Linked DNA regions of Mus musculus: region 2 is linked to region 1. Evidence: chromatin contacts called from public HiChIP or PLAC-seq data. All regions are on one chromosome and are shown on one strand. The core of a region is the stretch at or near the end of the contact, and the rest is flanking DNA. Distances in the headings are between cores, read along the strand shown.

Evidence for each region. HiChIP or PLAC-seq counts read pairs in DNA pulled down with a chosen protein or histone mark.
Region 2: an H3K4me3 HiChIP or PLAC-seq map of bone marrow-derived macrophages shows a contact between it and region 1, with 7 times the contacts expected there. The contact joins the promoter of Masp1 here to the enhancer-like site in region 1. A contact is called at or near these places in 12 of 39 promoter capture datasets (the 3T3-L1 cell line, 3T3-L1-derived adipocytes, the HPC-7 cell line and 6 more), 2 of 15 datasets of contacts at CTCF or cohesin (the NIH/3T3 cell line and embryonic stem cells), 1 of 484 Hi-C or Micro-C datasets (bone marrow-derived macrophages), 9 of 115 datasets of contacts at active chromatin or transcription factors (bone marrow-derived macrophages, cardiomyocytes, embryonic basal ganglia and 5 more) and 1 of 9 other capture datasets (embryonic stem cells).

Annotation. Positions count from the first base shown.
Region 1 is chr16:23,956,030-23,963,690 of GRCm38.p6, reverse strand. No RefSeq gene overlaps it. Among named protein-coding and RNA genes, the nearest start is that of Gm31527, 28 kb to the left of the region's middle. Within about 2 kb of position 4,825, at least 3 of the 459 cell types and tissues checked have an H3K27ac peak or open chromatin away from gene starts, as enhancers often do. A contact at or near this core is called in bone marrow-derived macrophages, where this site is marked.
Region 2 is chr16:23,516,156-23,523,816 of GRCm38.p6, reverse strand. It overlaps Masp1 (mannan-binding lectin serine peptidase 1), which reads left to right and starts at 3,002. Exons shown (of 11, transcript NM_001359083.1): 1 at 3,002-3,271. The coding sequence starts at 3,267. It also overlaps a transcript of Rtp4 not described here.

The sequences.
Region 1 (7,661 bases), core at 3,576-6,075:
TATAGCCCACAGCAAAGGGGAGAGAGAATTTTATTACAAAATCATGGAGTGAATGCATTTTCACACACAGACACACACAGACACAGACACACACACAGACAGACAGACACACACACACACACACACACACACACACACAAAGGTGTCTCAAACACTAGGATGTGTTTAAGACTCTCTGCATCATGGAAGTTTTTGAGGGAAAGGTTTACTAGGACCGCAGGTTGAAGTGTGTATTGAGGAAGGTGTATTAGCTTTGGCTTCCGTTCACTTTCTTTTGCTATAATAAAACACAGACCAAATGCAATTTGGGGAAGAAAGGGTTTATTGGGCTTACATTTCCTAACCACAGTCCACCACAGAAGGAAGTCGGGGCAGGAACTCAAGGCAGGAACCTGGTGCCAGGAACTGAAGCAGAGACCATGGAGGATCGCTGCTTGCTTGTGCACTGTGGCTTGCTCAGCTTCCGATCCAATCCTGGTCCATCTGCTCAGGACCCTCCCACATCAATTGTAAATCAGGAAACTGCCCCCCAGAAACTGTCAACAGGCCAGTCTGTGGCAGCATTCTCTCAGCTGAGGGTCCTACTTCCCAGATGACTCTAGCTAGAGTAGAGGTAGCACAGGTTTTGTTTGTCAGAACTCCCGTCTCAGCAAAGAAGGGTTGAAGTCTTTAAGCTCACAGTTTTGATGTCTTTAAGGTCACAACTTCAGGTGTTCCTGTCCATTGTCCTTGGCTCTGCTAACTCAACTTGTGATGAGACAGAATATCATGACAGACAGGAAGCAAAGAGAGAGAAAGAAGATGACACTGTCTCAAGGGCATGTGCTGAGTGACCTATCTCCTCCATATAGGTCTCACCTTCTAAAGTTTCCAGAACCTTCTAGAATAGTGCTACCACCTGAGGACAAGCATTTTAAAACAATTGCTTTTGGAGGGCTTGGGAGCTTGACTCTATACCTAAGCCACAGCAGCAGGCCTGTAGACCGGGTGAGTCCACACAAGCAGAGCTGTTAAGGAGCTGAAAGTGGCAGAGTGGCAAGAACTCTCTCATTAAGTGACTCTTCTGACCTGTGAGGTGACTGAAGGAGACAGTCTGCTGCCATCTAGTGTCTGGGCAAGTGTAGAGACCAGGCTCTACCTAACCCCAACCCCAGGAAGGTACAGGGGTGTGTTCTGATTTAGTAATGATGAAATGAATAGGGCCTGCCTAGGGTCACACAGCTGAGTGTCATACGCCACACCTAACCCTTTGTAGAATTTACAGTTCAGTCAATGCTTAGGACCTAGGCTTCTTATTTTAATTTCTTTGCCTCACTCACGGTAGTGATTGATAACAAATTGTCTCGCATTCTTCCAGATGCATACTCAGGAAAGCATTAAGAAGATGGACCCCGGAAAAAGAAACAGGGGAAAGCTGACCCCTGGGTGGCAGTCAGGCCACGTCAGTGGCAGATCCCCAGAGCCAGGCTCTTAAAATAAGATGATCTTCCAACACTGGGTTCTGTGGAGCCTGCTATCATCTGGAGGCTTCTGGACTTACATTTCTATGATACCCAATATCTCCTACACCTAGTTGCAATAGGGTACCTGTGCCCTGGACTTTCTCCTTACATGGGTTAGTTTGTGTGGGTTCCTATTTCTCGGAACAAGAGCGCAGTTTATGCTGACAGCCACATTTTATACATATTTATATTTCATAGTTTATGAAAATGACACACACACGCACACATATGGGTCATTTACTAATCTCTGAAGTGGCAAAGGGAAAAGTATCTATAGTCAAACTAATAGTTGAGATGATTGAAAGTTGTTAAGTATTCACACTGCTTCTTCTTTTGGCTAAATTCAAGTGTGAAATTGTTAAGGAATGACGCTTTTGCAGTGCTTCCCTAGAAGGTAGGAAATCAAAACACGTTTGTTTATAGCAACTTGATCATTTTGCATTACTGGCTACAAGGAACAACATCACCAGGGTCTACAGAGGTAGCTCAGCAGAGAAAGCTCACGACTCTTCCAGAAGACCTGAGTTCAGTTATCAGCACCCATATGCGGCAGCTCACAACAGTCAGTAACTCCAGCTCCAGGGGTTAAAAGGTAAAGAAAGAGTACTATGAAAGGACTGCAGACTTTGGAGACGATTTTACAATAGTTACCAGTTTCACTGTTAATTATGGTACTACAATAAAATGCGGCCCGGTCTATACACTGCATTTCACAGTAGACGGTTTTTCTGATGATAGCTTTGTGACTTTCATAAAGGATACACACTTTTTACTATTGCTTTCCCACACTCATAATCTTTGGAGTAAAATTCAATTTAGTGTTAAGCTAAAGCAAAACTTGTAACTGGTTATAATTAATAAAACAGGTACTGCTGTTGGAAGTTGTGTGTGTGTGTATGTGTGTGTGTGTGTGGACCTACGTGTGGGAACCCATGTTTACATAAGTGGAGGCCATATGGTTTATCTTCCTCAGTCTTTTCTCACATCATTTATTGTGGCAAGGTCTCTCATTTGAATCCAGGGCTCCCTGATTTGGTCAGTCTACCAAGCCAGCTGGTCCTTGGGGACCCCCAATATCCACCTTCCAAGTGACAGGGTTATAGGCAGCTGCCAAAGCAAACCAACATTTCTGTGGTTTCTGGAGACTGGAACTGGCTTTGCCAACCTCGAAAAGCAACTAAGCCATCTCCTTGGCTGCATGTCTAAACTTCTTAATGAATGGTGGCTGACAGTTCTTGGATTCCTCCAAGGAAAAACACAAACCTTGGTTTACCAAAAATACCGTGACCAATAGAGAAGACCAACTTCCTCTAATCCCTAAAGAGGAGAAAGAGGGATTCTATCCTGCCAGGGTCATGAGACACAATACAACCAGTGTAGTGTTAAGGGGCACTTACATTGAAAGGGGAGAGTACGTCCGTGGGCACTAGGAAAGCAGGCATCTACGTAGAGGTACGTCAAGTCAGAAAAGGCTTGGAGTCTCAGATGGAAACTTGAGATGTACCTTAGTACCCACCTTTGGCAACTGACCACCCTAGATGAATGGTTGCTTAGGACATTTAACACACAAGAGAGACCTGAAGATAGTCTATGTAGCCCAGGCCTGTCTCAAACTCACTGCATACTCAAGCTGTCCTTGAACTTGCTGTCATCTTGTCTCAGCCTCCCCATGGCTGAGATTCTAAGTGTGTGACATCATAAAGAGTGTGACATCATACAAAGTGTGTGACATCATACAAAGTGCGTGACATCATGCAAAGTGTGTGACATATAAATTGTGTGACATCATACAAAGCTGCTGTCTTTATATCCTAAGCAGGCAGGTTTGGTTAGGTAGCAAGCACATACAGAGTCAGAATCATTGACGATGGTAAATGAGACTCTTTAGGGACTATAATAATTTCACATAGTCAAGAAAACCAAACCAAGAACAGGAAGACATCACATCAAGTGTCACTGCAAGAACTTTGATCAGAGAGATCACTTAATTCCAGAGTATGAACCAGGCCCTCAGAACATTTTCAGTTAAGTTTGAAAACTATAACATGAACAATGTAGAAAAAAATACCAAAAGGCATTAAAATGATTGCCAATAAATGATGATCGTAGGAATCCTGGGGCCTTGAGAAGGACATAGGTGGAATGACACATCACTCTCTCAGGACACTCACTATGTGGTGGCCAGCTTTGCTGAGCAGTTAAGCCAGAGATCAGTATCCTGAAGGTTTCAAGAGCCCCGGGCTTCTCCATGGAATGGCCTCATCTGTTTGGAAAGAGCTATCTTGCTCAATGTCACCATCTCTGAAGTTTGTCCAGGCTGCTGTATCAAAGTAAGACAATCTGAAGGGCTTCGTGCAAGTCCTGGAGGCTGGCTTTCTGAGACCAGATGCCAGCAGGGTGGATTCTCCTGAGTTGTGTGAGAGTCTGTTCCAAGCTTCACTTATAGCCTCTGATGGCTGTCTGACCATCTTTGATTCTCTTCTGGCTTATGAAAACATCGTCTTTGTCTCTCTCTTTTTCTCATGTGTACATGTGCACGTGCACACTCTCGTGTACATGTGTAACCAACCTCTTTATACCACACTAACCAAAAAGCTTCCGCAAAGGGTTAGTGCCTGGATTATATATGAGGTTCAAGCTGCTCAGTAGTGAGAAACAATTAGAGTCAAAATCGATGCAGGAGCTGGTGAGACAGCTCAGTGAGTGAAGGCATTTGCCACACGAGCCTGGCGACCTGAGTTTCATCCCAGGAATTAATTTAAAGATGAAGGGAGAGAACCCAGTCCACAGAGCTGTGCTCTGATCGTTACAGGCACACTGTGGCCTATGTGCCTGCAAACACAGATATGCTGCTGCTGCTGCTGCTGCTGCTGCTGCTACTGCATGGATGATGGTGACAGTGGTGGTGGTGGTGATGGTGATATAAAAATGGTATAAATGGGCTGGAGAGAGATGGCTCAGCAGTTAAGAGCACTGACTGCTCTTCCAGAGGTCCTGAGTTCAATTTCCAGCAACCACATGATGGCACAGAGCTATCTGTAATGGGATCTGTTGCCCTCTTCTGGTTTGTCTGAAGATAGCTACAGAGTACTTATATAAATAAAACAAATGAATATATTTCTAAAAATTTTATAAACATGAATGGACATTTATCCAGACATTTAAATGGTCAAGGGAAATATGAAAGAAGCTCTCAGTTCTGTCACTCATCAGGGAAATGCAATTAGCATCACAGTGAGCTTTTACTTTACTAGAACAGTTGTTACCAAAGGGGCAAGTACTAGGAGAAAGGGGAACTCTACACACTATTCTTGGTAATGTAAATTAGTAATGCCATTATGGAAAGCAGTACGAAAGTTCCTCAAAAATTAGAAACACAAGTTAGCGGATGATCTGACATTCTGATGGCTAGAGATACTCATCCAGAGGGAACACAATGGTAGCCTAGCACCCCGTACCCAGTGCAGCACAAATCACAGAAAGGAAGAAGTAGAAACGACCTAGTATCTACCAACGCATGAATGGATAACGAAAACGTGGTATACAAAGGAGGGGCCTACTGTGTGCAGTTGAATGGCTTCTACAGAACCCGGAGCTCACGCTGTTAGGCAAGCGGGCCCAACAGGCACAATGTGACAAGATCTAGTCTCACAGACCCCGAGCATGTTTATGGGGGACTTTTGGTTAATTGAGGTGGGAGATCTGCCCTAAATGTGTTGGAACCATTTCATGAGACTGCTTTTCAAAAAAAGAGAATGATGTGTGGTGTTCTAGTGCCCACAACAATAACTATTATTAACAATATTGTATCAACTATTTCAAAAATTAGGTAAAAGAAAGTATGTTGCATAATTTTACTGTAAAGACATGATACACAAGATAGGGGACTTGTAGATTTGATTATTAAAAGCCTTTAATGGCAAAAGCACTCATATATCCAACAAATGTGCAGAACTATTATATAGAAGAAAAATTTAAGGCTAAGGGAAAACCATAATGAAAATCCAAGGGCACAACAGTCACGTTGGGTAATGCCTGTGGGTCTCAATGATCTTGTACTAATCAATATTTACTTCGATGTGACAGTGTTTAGACTCACCTAAGAGACAAACCTCTGGGCATGTTTGCGAGGAAATTTCTAGATTTGTTTAACAGAGGTGGGAATACCTACCCTAAATGTAATGACACCATTCCATGAACTGTGGTCTGATGCTGAAGGCCTGGGTTCAGTCCCTAGGAGCATCTCTCTCTCTCTCTCTCACACACACACACACAAGGAGAAAGTCAACTGGGCAACCAGCTCTCATATATCTTTATATCCTAGCGGGATACAATATGGTTCGATACCTTATTCTCCAGCCACCATGCCTTCACCACCTTGACAGTTTATACTCCCTTGAACTGTGACCTGAAATAAACTTACCTCTCTTTATCTTTCCTTTTGTTGAAGATTGGGTCACAGCAAGGAGAAAAGTAGCTACTACAGAATAGTGGTGTCAAGAAGTGGTCCTTGCTGTGACCGTGCTCAGCTCCTTTCTGTGCAGATGATGTTATCGCAAGCTTTCAATCCTGAACATAGAGAGAGCTTCAGGACATTTTGGTGTGGTCTGGTACAACTTTGTGACATCCTCATTTCTCCATCTCGGAACGGGAATGCTTACTCTGTGCATTCGTTATCTATCAGAACTATGCAAATAGGATTTCTCTAAAGTAGAACTTACAGCTAAGAGATTGCCTTAAATCTCAGAAGAGACTCGAGCTTTGGACTTTCAAACAGTGTTGGAACTGCTAAAGGCTATGGGGACTTAAAGTTGAACAGAATGCCTTTTGCCCTAGGAAATGCCCTTGAGCCTTCGGGGACAAGAAATGGAAGGGTAGGGCTTCCACATGACATGCTTGGGTGTCAAGTTGTTGAGGGGTGGACCTGAAATAGCTACTATTGATTATCAACTTGACAATAGCTAGAACCACCCAGGAGACAAATTTCTAGGAGAGTCTATGAGGAATTAGCTAAATTATGTTAATTGAGACAGGAAGACTCACTCGAAATGTGAGTGGCTGGAGTTCTAGATCAACTAATTAACTAACTAGCGACCTAACTAACCAACTAACTAACTATCTAACTAACTAACCCCTTCCTCCCCTAAGTAACTTATTAGGTATGCTTGTCACAACAATAAGAAAAGCGTGACACTAATTGCTATGTAACAAATCTGTTTGGAAACAGTGGCATGTTCTCAGACACTCCAGATAAAAATCTCAAACTATGAATTTTGAAAGGGACACAATTAAACTCACAACAGAGACTGCTTGTAAAGTTCTCACAAATGGCCCCAGCATCACAACTCTTTCTCTTGTGTTTCTCCCACACACTAGAGGTCCAGGGGTTTGAGATTTGAATTCCTTCTTGGGGCCAGACAATTGGCCTTGGGGACCTCCCAGGAGCTCACCAAGGGCTTCTTGCCTCAGAGGAGGAGAGACAGAGACAGTGGTGCTGGCCCCAGCCCAGTAGATGCTTTTTTCCAATTCTAACTAGTTTTGTCGTTTCTACCTTTGGTGGGCCTCACAAATAAACATCAGTGAACAACATAGTGTTTGGTGAGCAAGGGCACTTGGGTTATACAGACATGAGAACAGGTCAGCCTCAAGCTGGTATCTATGAAATAGAAACGATCTGAATTTTATAGGATACAGCATTTCAAGATGGGTGAAAATCCCTTTCACTGGAGACTATGGTTGCTCATTGCATTTCAACTTGTGAAGGCAATCCCGGGTTTACCAGCCATCACAGCCAGGAGAGCTTTACGCCTAAGGGACTCTTTAACATGTTGCTACTTGTTATTGTAAGTGTTGTAAGGTGGTCTGGCCAAGAAGAGTCTGCAGTTCAATTCCTTTATCATTTGGAAAAGAACACCAAATGCCAGAAAGCAAACATAGTCTCTAAGGCCTGAGACCGATTTCCAGATGCTTGTGGTAGGCATTTCTGTTATAGCTGTGGCCTTACACTGCTATGATTGTCTCCAGAAATCTTACCCAGCCCCTGAAGCAGTGGTTCTCAACCTGTGGGTTGCAAACCCTTTGGGGTTCATCAATCTCTTCAGAGGGTTGCCTAAGACCATCATAAAACACAGCTACTTGCACTGCGGTTCATAACAGTAG
Region 2 (7,661 bases), core at 1,753-4,252, 440 kb after region 1:
CTGTGATTCTAAATTGCCTCAAGCTCTTTATTTATTTCTTAGATATTCAAAAGGAAGCCTGAGTTTCAGACTTTGACCCCTGCCCTGCCAAAGAACAACCCACTGACCAAATTCTTTACATTTTCTGACACATTCATAGCATTCCAGAAACTTTCACTCAGACACTACAAAATAAATACTTTGGTAGAAAATGTAAACCCCGGTGTTCCAGGGTAGGAAAACTATAGGACTCATTCTCACATAAGCTGCCTTTCTGATAGATAGGGCTTCCTGACTGTGGCGAGAAGGCCAGGGCTCTGAGCTCACCCCTGTTGTCCCCATTTCTTTGCTTAGAACTAAGAACTATTGGTTCCTTGTGTGCATTTTAAGCCACTTTTTGTCAAACTTTTAAAGAGACTAATTGAATCTTTCCAAACATAATTTTTCTTAATAGCCGTGATAGGATTCTGAATAATGAATGACGACACTGTCAGAACCACAGGGAAAGCAAGCGACACCACTGTGGGGTTCCTCTGGCCTCCTACCTCAGTGCAGGCGAGCAGCCTCTCATCCGTGCATCTTCTCAAGCCCACATCATGTTCTATGTGCTCACACTCAATGAACTGATACCCCACAAAGAAAGTAGGTGACTTGCCTGAAGCTGCAACTACTGGGACTACAGCCCAGTGCTCCAAACCCCAGAGCAGCACGGCCATCCTCTCACACCTGGGTATGATGGAGACACCTCAGGGAGTCTTCATTAAAAGCATAGTGCAAGCCAGTGGGCAGCTGCAGGAGTCACACACCCAGAGCCTCCACTGCACCTCTGTGACTGTGTGCATTCCAGCAGCTCCAACCGAGCCTTGGCTGACACCTAAGGACGCCATATAGCAGAGCTGCTGCAAATTGCTAGAATGTTCACTCAGAATACCCTTCAAGTGTCTCCCATTGATCACTGGCAGTCTTTAAAAAGCTAGGGCAAGAAGCTATTTCTGGAGGTCTAATTGCTCTCTGTGACACTTTACAAGGGGTAGCTTATGGCTTTCCCTCTCAAACTCTTCCCTCTGTGCCCAGATCTAGAGTGAACGCCTTTCCTTAACATATGCTAACTCCAGAGAGGGTGGGCTCAGCTGCAGGGAGAATTGCCGGACTCCTTCCCCGGGCAAGGCCACTGTGCACTGTGTGCGTCTTGCCAAGTTCTTTCTCCTTTGGTTTGAAAACCCTTGTGTATTCCAAAAGAAATGCAGCCCATGTGTTTCTGATTCATTTACACTTAAATCATTAAAATGTTTTTTTGTGAGAGTTATTTGATGTCTAAAGAGCCTGACAGTCTGCTTAATGGAGATTTTACAGGGTTTTCTTTCTTGTCCTGCCTGAAACAGAGACCATTTCTCTCGGGCAATGCCTGAGTTCAAACCTCCCTCCTCATCACACACACTTACACTACATTATCAGCCAGAGCCTCATAATCATGCCAATCACACAAGGCTGGCACTCAGGAAAGCTAAACTGGAGAACTTGGAGGAAAGACAAGAAGGGGTTACAGTAAATGTCAAATCTTTGCTCCCCCCAAAATACGTCAAGGAGAGCTATCTCAGGGTGGAGAATGTGTTTGGCACCTTGATTCAGGTGGCAGGTGGCCTTCTGCATGACTGAAAAGCAGCTCATCCTCAAATTCTCACTTGTGCCTCGTTACAGTTTCCATTCAGCGAACAAAGAGATGGGATCTGAAACAGTGCTGTACGCAGCCAGGTTGGTCAGAAAACATAGATCACCGTTAAAGTCTGGATCAGCATCTAAAGCGCTTGAAATAGTTCAGGACTCGGTTTCTCTGTTAGTGGATGTATGTGGTTTGCAAACGCCACGTGCTCTGTGATACGTTACCGAGACGTGGTGTCATGGAACCCATGAGAGATGGACTTCTTCCTCCCTTCCTAAGTGTATGACCACTTCCTCTGGGCACTTTCTTTACTGGAGTTATAATGCTACCACAGGCCTGGACAAGGTTCTCGAAGGAACGAGTGGGGCCAGGGTTAGCGCCCAGTGGCTCTTCTAACAGCTGGCTTGAGGTGGCAATGGCTCCAGAAGTGGTAGTGGGATCCTGGATGCCTTGGCCAGTCCTATAATCTTGTTAAGACATCATTTTCCCACCTGGAAAAGATCCATCAGAGAGAACCCTCAGAAGTTTGTGGAAGTGATTTAGACAGCGTTTGTGCCTGGCGCTGAAATGATGCAGGTGAGCGGGCCCACCCACCTCACACGCCCTTCAGCGCAGGCTGCCACTTTTGTGTGTTGGGGTTATTACTGTGGAAGGGCCTCTGTCGGACTGAGATGTCGGACTGCAGAGATGATACTGTGGTGGAGTTACAGTAGGGGTTAGCTGTGGAGAGGGTTATATGTGGTGCTGTCTTTAGGAAGAGGGCTCTCTTATTACTCAGCTCAGCATAGATCTGCTGTACGTTTCTCTATGGGGCCTGAGGCACTGACAGCACACAGGCACAGTTCTTTCTAGATGCATGGGGCACCTGGCTCTCTGGCTTTGCTGAAGCCTTTTTCCCAACTGGGTAAATTAGATCTCTGCATGCTTGCAGTTAGACAGTGCCACGCAGCAGCCTTTCAAGTGGGGAGAGTAAGTAGCCAACTGCAGGAACTGGTGCTCCCTCACCAGCGGGGCCAGCCACGAGGTTTTCAGAAGGAAAAAAAAAAAAAAAAAAAACCTGTGGATGTCCACGAACAGGCTGAGGCTTGGAATCTGCCTTCTTTTTTATAATCTCCTAGAACTGCCTTTTTAGTTGGCTGTTTCTGTTTAATTGTTCTTTTGCTGGGGTCCTAAAGTAGAACAATTATAGCCATCAGGCAAGGGAGGCTGAAGAGAAATTACTCTCTCTCTCTCTCTCCTCTCTCTCTCTCTCTCTCTCTCTCTCTCTCACACACACACACACACACACCTCTAAGTCTCTCAGATTTTTTTCTCAAGGGCTGCAGTCCCTCCCTAGGAGGGGACTGGCTAACAGATCTTGCAAGGAAACAGTCTGTCAGGTCCCTCCGAGTGTACATAAGCTCAGACAGAGAGAGGAGAGAGGGAAAGCCAGAGGGAGAGGGGGAGAGGGGATCTGTTGCAGGCAGGAGAAGGCGTGACCTGAATGGAGAATGCCAGCCAATTCCAGAGACACACAGGGACCTCAGAACAAAGATAAGGCATCGCTGACACCACACCGGGGACTGGGACGAGCTCACAGACAAGTCTGGCAGAAGGAACCAAAGCCAGGAGCTCACAGAGCAGGAAAATGAGGTGAGTGCCTGGTCAGGGGACCGAGTGGAGAGCAGCCCGCTGGGTCTGACCTTGTCTCTAGGCAGACTCACCTGCTTATCCTCTGGGCGGCTGGGGATGGGGGAGTCTCATCAATCCTGGGGGCCCTGTCCCTGGGGCACCTTCCCAGGGACTCCGGAGAGTCGCAACTTGAAACCAGATAGTTTGTGCAAAGCCTGCTCCTGGCGAGGCTGAGGCTCAGATTTCTCTCTCTGCCAGCACAGGGTGCTGCCTACTGGCCAATGCGATCCTCCTCCTCCTCCTGCCCACAAGGCTGATTCTTCTTTTTGCTGCTCGGCAAAGAGCACTGATTTCTTTCTCCCAACACTTTGAGAGTTAGATAATGTGTTTGTGTGTTTATATTTTTTTTTTCTGACCGGAAAAGACAACAGTTCCCCCCACAGCCTCACTTGTGGTTTCTTGAGCCTTCAGAAGTTTGCCAGTTAAACCTCAATTTAGAAAACTAGAAACCTGTCCCCATTTTACAGTTCCCTATAAATTCTGCATTTCTCACTGAAATCAGAGGCAGCTGGTGACATGAATCAGGCTAGGAAATGCACCAAATGGCTCTTAAAGAGACACCACAGTTTTTTTAAGGAGCATGTGGGATTCAGAAACCTACCACTTTAAATTCTAATGGGCTTGAAGCTCTTCAACCTTCCCTGTTTCTTGTGTCCCTTCATGTTCCTCACCAGGCATTTCTTATAAGCTTTACCAGAGTCTGAAACCCCAACTATCCTAATTATTGTTATCACTTGTAAGTGTCAAAAAGAGCAAGGAAACACACTCTGGAGATGTGTTAAGTCCCTACACACCTATTTTCCATTCGCTTTCCTTTAAATCAGGAAAGTTTCTATTTGTTTCTTTTCTTCAGTCACCTGGTAACTTGCTCAGTCCAGGGCCAATAAAGAGTGAGCTTCCATCTGTGTAACTTTGGATTGCATTGACCTATGCCTAGGAGGAAGAGCTGTCTCTAAAAGTTCATTCCGTCATTCTGATCTTGTAAAGTTGTCCTTTGGTTTTGTTCATTTTTCCCTTCTTCTGAAACAATGGCTTTTCTTCCTTTGTACTGTGGAATGATATTCTGCCTTACCTGTGCCTCAGCCATCCCAAAAGCTCACCGTTGTATATGCTTAACCCTCAATTTAGGACAACCCTCCCAGGTATTTCGCTCAACATTGTGTCCTCGTTTCTGATCTCCATCCCTCAGACATGGCATCTCTTCCTTTGTTCTCATCTGTGGCCATATTTCTTGTCATCTCTGGCGTGGCTACTGATTTAAATGTCCACTTCCCACTTCCGAGGGATGTAACCAATGTCTTCATCTTTGTAGGTCTTCATGGTCATGTGACCAGCACCTAACATCATGTTCCTTTCTAGTAGAAATTCAGTAACTATGACAGAGTCGAATTCAATTACTGAATATCAAAAAGAAGTTCTAGGAAAGTGTCCTGCTGGCTGTCTCTCAGGGGTCTGGACTCACAGGCACACAGCACTTGAGTCACTTTCATGAGCATTGCTTCATCCTGGCTTCGGGTTTCATGTGACATAAGGATTAATGGGAACATGAGATAGAAGCCATTAAGCAACTTGCCCAGGGCCACACTGATGATCTGGAAAAGGCCCAGACTCATTCTTGTGTCTTTGGGCTCCAATCATTTTCCTGATATATTCTATGAGGCTCTCAATCCCAGCTGCAGATTACAATGGTCTATGGTACTCGAGGAATGCCAGTCCCCAGGCGATAGAACAGAGTTTCGTGCACAGGGGAGGGGTTCAAACATTAGTATTTTTTTTTAATTTCCACATAAAGCTATGGGGTTTTTTTTTTAATTATTTTTTCACAGGATTAATTGCTTTGGCCAGATGCCTGGGCATGATACGGGCATGGATCCAACTTCTTCTCTGAGCTTTTGTTATTCTTTTCTTCTGTTGGAGTTAATTCACCATATGGTATTTGGCATGATATGCCATCTCTTAGGATATACTTTTCATCGTCTGTCAAGTGAGGCTGGTGGGTAAGGGAGCTCTGTAGTCTCTTCCAACACTGAATCTTAAAAATGGAGTGTTGGTGGCGTGTACATTGAAATGAGCGGAGCAAATGGAGAAGCTAGGGCGTGCCCCTGACGCCACAGTCTGACTCTCCTAGCTTCTTTATGTGTCTCTGATGGCCTGCTCTTATCACGGAGACTGTGAAATCCCAGCTCTCTGTATCACTTTTGACATTTCAAACAAATGCAGCTCGACTGTTTTTGATCTGCTGGGGGAGAGATAACAGGTGTCAGGACTTATACAGCCGGTGCCTGGTGCAGAAGAAGTCAAAACAGGATTGCGATGAGAAGCGAACGCTGCCGTGTGCCTCCTTTGGTTCACAGCCCCTAAGGCAAGCAAGCAAGCATATGTTTCAGCCTCTCACATGAATGGAGATATCTGCTTCATGCATCTAAGTCTGTCTCGAGATGCAAAGAACAGAACACTCCACAGGCTTCTCGTGTACGCACATTCACCGGCTGCCTAACCGCACAGGGCCCCGAGGCCTGGGCTGAGGGGTCAGTCAGATGCCAGCCTCAGCAGAACTGGCCTGAGGAGGCTTTCTCCTCTGTGTGTTCTGGGGAAAAAGCACATGGGGAGAAAGTCGACCTTTCAGCCTTGTGCAATTCAGTTGTCACTATTGCAGGGAAGTTGGGCTTGTGAGCCAAAGCTCAGGCCTTTCAGCGTGTGGTGTGGCAGAGTCATCAGAACAAGCCTTTGCCCAGGGCTGGATACTTGAAGCTCATCCGAATGCTCCCGAGCAGACAGTCCTGTGGGAAGTCACCATTATTACCATGTGTAAGATGAGGAAACAAATGGAGGGTTCCCTCGACTTCCCCAAACTGGGCAGGAGAGTAACGTCAAGGCCTAGAGTTAAATCCATCCTCCCATGCTAGATAGTCTCAGTCCCAGTAAGGAACGTACATTTCCTCAGTCAGAAATGGGGTTCCTGGGCCTCGAATGTTAGCCCCTGAATTCCCTTTTCCTATAAATTCACTAGGTAACTTGGACCTGTGCCTTCTTTCTCTGCCTCCAAAGCCCTTCCTTTGCTGATTGCTTTAGGACAATATTGACCTTGGCCCCTGGATTGAAACATGTTGTTTTCCTACTAGCATCCCACATGTCACGATTGCACGGGCCTTGGGGAAAATTTTAAGATGATGTTATTTTCTTTGTGAGTAAGAGCAATGCATGATCAATGTGTTTTCTTTTTAAATGTTTATTGACGGGTATGCCTGCCTACCTCCTTGTCTGTATGTGTCCAGAGCATGCAGGTACTCGTGGAGGCCAGAGGAGAGCATACACGCTGCTCCCCTGAACATGAGTTACAAATGCGTGTGAGCCATCTGATGTAGATGCTGAGAACTGAACCCAGGTCCTCTGCAAGAGCAGCAAGCGCTCTGAACCATTGAGCCATCTATGCAACCCCTCAACGAAAAATCCCACTCACACAAAACGAAAACACTTGCATTCTCATTCTACAGAGAGCCAGGCTAATCCCTCTAGACCTTTCTACATGTATCTGTTTCACCTTTAATGTATCTACGACATTAAACAGCTAGGTGACCTGGACATGTACTTATTCACTGTGTGCACATTGGAAAATTCCTAAATATACTTATGTGTACCTACATCCGAGTACAGGGGAAGGAAGTCTTGGCACAGAATTGGCTTCCTGATTAACAAAGACATAACTGTTAATCCAAATTCTTGGCAGAGTTTCCTAGCTTTGACTTTCTAGGTTATTTAAGACTCTCTCTCTAAGGCCCTTCCTTTACTTTCTCATTGGCATCTGTTATATGACAGACTCCCTCCTAAATACTTCACATGCATCAGCCTTTATGATGATGGGAGCCTTACAAATTAGGAATTATAACCCCATCTATGTGTGAAGGAACCAGAGCACAGGGAAGCAAGTTACCCAGCTTTTTACAGTGGAGGAACTGGGATTTGTACCCAGGAACGTCCAACCTCAGAGGCTGTGTTGGAAGCAGAGCTGTGTGCTAGCTGCTCCAACAGAGGCCGTGGGAGCTAGAGGGATGATAGGACATTCTAACTAGGGGAAAGCAGTAAGAACTAGAAGTGAATGTCAGGGATGGGTGAGGCGTGCATATAGTGAGGCCAAGGTATGGGAAGAACCAAAAGTGGTCTTGAGGAAGATCAGCATAAAGTTGGAAAGGGTCTGGTCAGCCACCTCAGAAACAGATGTCATGCCTAGGTGGCAGGGTTACATCTGTGTTAGAAAACCAACTTGAGTAGAAGACTTAGCCAGGAGGGAAGGGACAGAAAGATCACTTAGGTCATGGTAACAGTTTAAATGACGCAGTTGATTAGAGACAGA